2 separate regions of the Zea mays genome follow, and region 2 is linked to region 1. A link is a contact called in public Hi-C data. All regions are on one chromosome and are shown on one strand. The core of a region is the stretch at or near the end of the contact, and the rest is flanking DNA. Distances in the headings are between cores, read along the strand shown.

The links. A called contact is a pair of places that touch in the nucleus more often than the background predicts.
Region 2: a Hi-C map of leaf mesophyll shows a contact between it and region 1, with 4 times the contacts expected there. The contact joins the promoter of LOC103654016 here to the promoter of LOC100384163 in region 1. A contact is called at or near these places in 2 of 25 Hi-C or Micro-C datasets (leaf and leaf mesophyll).

What each region holds. Positions count from the first base shown.
Region 1 is chr4:168,976,432-168,979,310 of Zm-B73-REFERENCE-NAM-5.0, reverse strand. LOC100384163 (DUF506 family protein) reads right to left here and starts at 1,499. Exons shown (of 2, transcript NM_001176741.1): 1 at 958-1,499; 2 at 18-851. The coding sequence starts at 1,375. The coding sequence ends at 325. It also overlaps a transcript of LOC100285969 not described here.
Region 2 is chr4:169,258,445-169,261,323 of Zm-B73-REFERENCE-NAM-5.0, reverse strand. LOC103654016 (fasciclin-like arabinogalactan protein 2) reads left to right here and starts at 1,438. Exons shown (of 1, transcript XM_008680841.4): 1 at 1,438-2,879. The coding sequence starts at 1,684.

The DNA.
Region 1 (2,879 bases), core at 250-2,749:
ATACTGTAATTGAAATAACATAATAGAAAATAGTATCATTAGTTTTTTTTATCACAGCATCTGTTACAATTTAATAGGATGACATAAAGATGTCTTACCATATCCCATATACATGTTGGTACTACCTACGAATTCAATCATGGAACCAAAATGTACAGCCATATACAGTAAGTTCAATATGATTTTTTAACCCTCACGCCAAAATATGAGTCATACGAATTCTACATAATTCATGGCCCAAGAGAATACTGCTACCGAAAACAAAGAGGCCTCTGAAAGCCTGAACAATCCTCCCTCCCGCGATCCTTCCTGCCACGTCACAACTCAGAATCCTCTGAACAAGGGCCTCACTCTCACCAGTGCCTCCCGCCCCATGACCCCCTGCCGGCGTCCCATCTCCATTCCGCAATTCTTCCCCACGCCAGGCCGCCGGGCACGCGCTGCTGCCCTCGGTCCTCCTTCAGCGCGTGGCCCCGTCGCCGCCGCCACCGGTGCCGCGGCTTCCGTTCTCTCGAACCGCGCGGACCATTTGGCCTGCACGTACGACGCGCGCCTCCACGGCGGCACGTGCATGCCCGCGCCGCGGATGGACTCCGCCGCTGCGGCGCACATTGCCGCGGCGAGTTCCTTCAGAGCTGGTGGACTCGACACGAGCACTGGCGGCAGGGAGGAGAGGAGGTCCTGGTACTCGGCGCTCGGCCTCGCGACCTCGAATTCGGCTGCCACGTTTACCTCCACGATGTAGCGAGCTGACGGCAGCGGCGGCGGCGAGCCCACTGTCACGTCCACGTACTCGTACGTGCCCGGCGCGGCGATGCTGCTGGTTCTTCCCCACGACGATCTGCAGAGACCTGCTTGAATGAATGCCCGAGCCGAGCACAAAAAGGAATGTTAATGTCCCGTGTTGTATATATGATATTGAAAAATGAGAACTGCAGAGCAGTAGAGCATTATTACGGGCGTCGTAACCCCTCGCACGGAGCCGCTCCACAAGGTGCTTCCTAATCCCGCCGCCGCCGCCAACGGCGGCTGGCCCGGCGTCTCGGACAATGCGCTCCGCCTCGGCGCGGATCCGTACGGCTGCCGCGTCGGCCGCCGCATCCGCCAGCGTCAATCGCAAAGCTTCCTTCCACTCCGTAGCCCGGGACGCCACGGCATCCTTGGCGACGGCGCCGCCGTCCGTGCCGTGCTCGCCGTATCCGTTGTAGAACTCGTCGACCGAATCCATCAGATCGTCGTCGGCGTCCGCAGCGCCGCCGGACGGCGCCGGCGATGGCGCGACGGTGTCGCTGATGAACGGGCCCCGTAGCCGCGCCCTCGCCGCCTCGTCGAGCGCCGCTGTTGCCTTCTTGTACGCACCCGGGAAGAACTCCATTGTCACCACGCCGATTGCTGCGCTGATCAAGGCCTCGGTTGGTGGAACGTGAAGCACCAATTGTATGGGTGTGTGGGTGGTTGTTTGTGCCGGCTGTTGCAAACTCGGCCTGCCCTACTTGGCGATTGGCGTGTAGTTCCACGACGGTTGTGCTGTTATGTATGTTTCGGTGGGCGTGCGGACTGGGCGGAGATAGAGCCTGACTGTAAACGTGTCCAGGTTCATCGTATACAGCTTCCATATGTCCAGGTGCGATGAATTGGACGCATCATGTAAAATCCGTGTTGTGTATGAGCGCTCGTCACCGTACTCCAGTTGTATGATGAAGAAGTCACACTGCTCACTGGTCACTTCACGTACACTGTCACTATCACTGTCATAGTAGTGTCATGATTCATGAACAAAGGGTTGCTTTGTTTCCCCCCAAGGAAATTTGCAATGAACGTTCAATCAAACACAATGCGTCCAGGTACATCGCTCATGATTGTAAGGTACTAGTACATTGCTCCGCAGAAATTCTAGAGCAGTCTCCATATTATAGGGGTGTTTGAATGCACTAGCTAATAGTTAGTGGCTAAAATTAGTTAAAGACATCCAAACACCCTAGCAATTATTAGCTATTTTTAGTAAATTAGTTAATATTTAGTTAGTTATTTGTTAGCTAGCTAATTCCACTAGCATTTTTTAGTCAACTAATTATTAGCTCTAATACATTCAAACACTCCCTATATCGAGAATATAAAAGAGTAAAATGTGCCCGACTAAGACCCTGTTCGAAAGCAACCCACTAAGGCCCTATTCCGAAGCAACCTAATTTTTAAGTATCTTTTAGGTAGAAGAGACCAATTTTTAAGAAACTGAAAATATAATTTCTATAATCTAAGTCATAAACTGATTTGTTTGAAACCATCTCAATTTCTATAAACCAAATTGTTAAAAACTGGGCCTAAAGGTCTTGAATTTTTTATTGTTTCTCAGTTGAGTTCTCGAAGGTTTAGGGTTGCAGGTCCAAATCTTCAAAAATACTAAGTGATGTGGCAGTCCTCACAATGGAGGAACAAATATCAACAGGTGTTGCTACGTTCTTCACCACCACACCTTCGGAGCATGCCCAGCCCACGGAATGCGCCACAAGCAGTACAGCAACCGCGCCGAGTCCTGGACATGTCAACGGTACGTCGCAGTGCACGCCTCGCCAAAAATCGACCCAAGACACATGTTGAAATTGCGTTGCAGGAGTCTGTTGCCATGCTCGATGGACCTCTGCCGGCGCAGCCGCCCAGGTGGTTGCTGCGGCTGCGCTAGCTCGGCAAGACGGCAATGGAGATAAATGATGTTCTCATCAAAATGGCGGGAGAACTAATCGCCGACCTCCAGGACGCGTTGGTGCCTACGGAAACCTGAACTCGCCCCACCTGATGGCCATGAACCAAACAATCGTCCCATCCCATCCCATCATTTCAACCAAACACACCATTAGATTGGACATAGGAAGTGTAAATTG
Region 2 (2,879 bases), core at 189-2,688, 280 kb before region 1:
TTTCCTTCGCTGTCATCGTTTAGTGATGATTGGGAAGCCCTGTGATCGCGTCAACGCGGACGAAGAGAATTGCACCCCGAGTCCCCGATTCTATCAAAGAACCGGGCCCAGCTATTCCGCTTGGTGGTATACACATTGAGCCCAGAAGGTGGAACCGTGCAAAGGCCCATTCTTGTTTCCAGTCTCAGCTTCTTCGTGGCCAGACTGGGCCGGTTTCTTGATTCAAATGAAACGGCCGGGATCACTCCTCTCGTTTAGCATTTTTTATTATTATTTCTGGAGCAAGAGCAAGGTCTCTCTGTCTGGAATTAGAGTAGCTTCACAAGTGAAATTAAAGTTTTTTTTAAAAAAAATACGTCTGGTAAAACAGTTTTTTACAAAGATATACTAGTACTATAGATTTAGTAGGGAAGACGACCCGACCTCACCCCTGATCGATGCCTGATCTGTTCGTCCCTGTCACTCCCACAGGGACGCCTCCACCTATCGGCACAAACCCTTGGCGCTGCTACACGGGGCGTCTGCTGCAAGCTTACCATTTCTCTCCGGCCCTAACGTGCAAGCTCTGCACAGTGCAGCAGTGCAGGGGTGGGGGCAGGCCCAGGCAGGGGGCCACGAGAGGGACGAGGGCCACCCGCGCCGGCCGGCCCGGTCGATGATCTCGCTCGGCGCTCGCCATGTGCCTCGTCTGCCGGCGCCGCTCGCGCGTCTCAGCTTTCGTCCACCGCCTCCCACATGCTGGTGTCCAAGCGAACCATTACCGGCATGGCTAAAGCGACCGACGTCGCTGGCGACCGAGCACAGGTTCCTCCAAGCCGTGGCCCGTGGCCATGGAGGCGGCTGGAGCAGATGACGCTGCGCATTTGCCGAGACATGCGAGGTGAGGTGCAAAAGGCAGCGGTAGAAGCGCTGCTTTTGCTGGTGTTACACGAACGTGGAATGGAACACCCTTCGGTGCTCGCGCTATCAGAGTGGTCTAGCCCAATTCTGGAACTCTTTGGTTCGATCTCATCTCATCTCCCCGCGGGCAAGTTTTTTTTTTTTTTTGAAACGAACGCGAGCGTGAGTTTTAGCCGAGAGTCATTCGCTCGATCATTCTCGACAGACGATAATAGACCATTCCAGTTTCATTTTTATTAAATACGGTGGCACATCATCACTTTTGATGATATCCCTGCAGGCATAGATTTTAGTTTTTTGAAACGAACGCGAGCGTGAATTTTAGCCAAGAGTCATTCGCTGGATCATTCTTGACAAACGATAGTAGACCATTCGAGTTTCATACTCATTAAATACGGTGAGACATCATCATGTTTGATAACATTATAGTGCAATTAAAATAATAGATATATAGATAATTTCATAAAAGATAGTAGAGTTCCATAGGAATGAAACTTACATACTCGATTATCTAGTTTAAAACTCAACTCACCGCTGAAATGGCCTTTAGCTGCACGGAACTATAACCCCAGGCACAAGACACAGCGCTGGTTTTGTGAGGCAATCGGTTCCCATAAAACCACGTGCATCCCACGCTCTGGGTCTGGGAAGCGTTCCAGTGTCCATCAGCACCTCCTGTGCTGTGCATTCCTGAGAAACCAACCCCCCCCCCCCCCCCCCCACACGCACAGTTTAGTGCCCGGAGCCCGGAGGCGTACGTGTACGTCGCATCCCAGCGCAGCGATGCCGGTCACCGCCGGCGCCCGGACCACCCTCCTCCTCTTCGCCACCGCAGTGGTGCTAGCGTGCACTTCAGCGCCGCCGGCATGCCATGCCGCGCACAACATCACCGCCATCCTCTCCGGGCACCGGGACCTCGCCGAGTTCGGCCGCGAGCTCGCGGCCACGGGGCTCGCGGACGACATCGACGACCGGAACACGATCACTGTCCTGGCCGTGGACGACGCCCACATGGCGCCGCTGAAGGCGCGCGGCCTGCCGCGGGAGACGCTGCGGCACGTGCTCTCCCTCCACGTCCTCGTCGACTACTACGACGACGCGAAGCTGCACCGCCTCCCCGGCGGCTCCGCGGACGTGTCCACGCTGTTCCAGGCCTCGGGCGACGCGCCGGGGAGCGCGGGCATGGTGAGGGTCGCGGAGCGCCGGGGCGGGCGCGTGGCCTTCGCGCCCGAGGACGACGCGGGGAGCGCCGCCGCCGCCGTGTTCTACGTCGGGCCCGTCCACGAGGCGCCCTACAACATCTCGGTCCTCTGGGTGAGCGGCGTGATCTCGTCCCCCGCGGCCGAGGCGCCCGCGGCGGCGGCCGACCGGCCGCCGAGCAGGCGCAACGTGTCGGACGTCATGTCCGAGAACGGGTGCGGGCGCTTCGCCGGCCTCGTCGCCGCCACGGGCGACGCGGCCGCGACGTTCGAGAGGCAGGCCGACGGCGGCGGCGGGCTCACGCTGTTCTGCCCGGCGGACAGGGCGGTGGAGGCGTTCCAGCCCACGCTGAACAGCCTCTCCGCCGACGCCCGGCTCGCGGTCGTGCTGTACCACGGCGCGCCGGGGCACCACTCCATGCAGGCGCTGCGGGCGGGCGACCAGGACCTGCGCACGGCGGCCTCGCTCGACGGGGGCAGGTCCCACTTGGCCCTGGCCGTGCGCAACGTCCGCGGCAGGGTGACGCTGCTGGCCTCCGCGACGCGCGACGTGGCCAGGGTCACCCGCACGCTCGCGGACGAGGAGGCCGTCGCCGTGTATATGATCGACGCGGTGCTGGTGCCGGGTAACCTCACGGCGCAAGGAACTGCAGGGGGGACGGAGCACGGCGAGCTCACGTCCGGTTCGGGCGGGGAAGAAGACGGCGGAGGAGGCGGTGTTCGCCAGAGCAGTGGCTCCAGGGCTCTGGCTCCGGCTCCGTGCTGGCTACCGCGTGGATG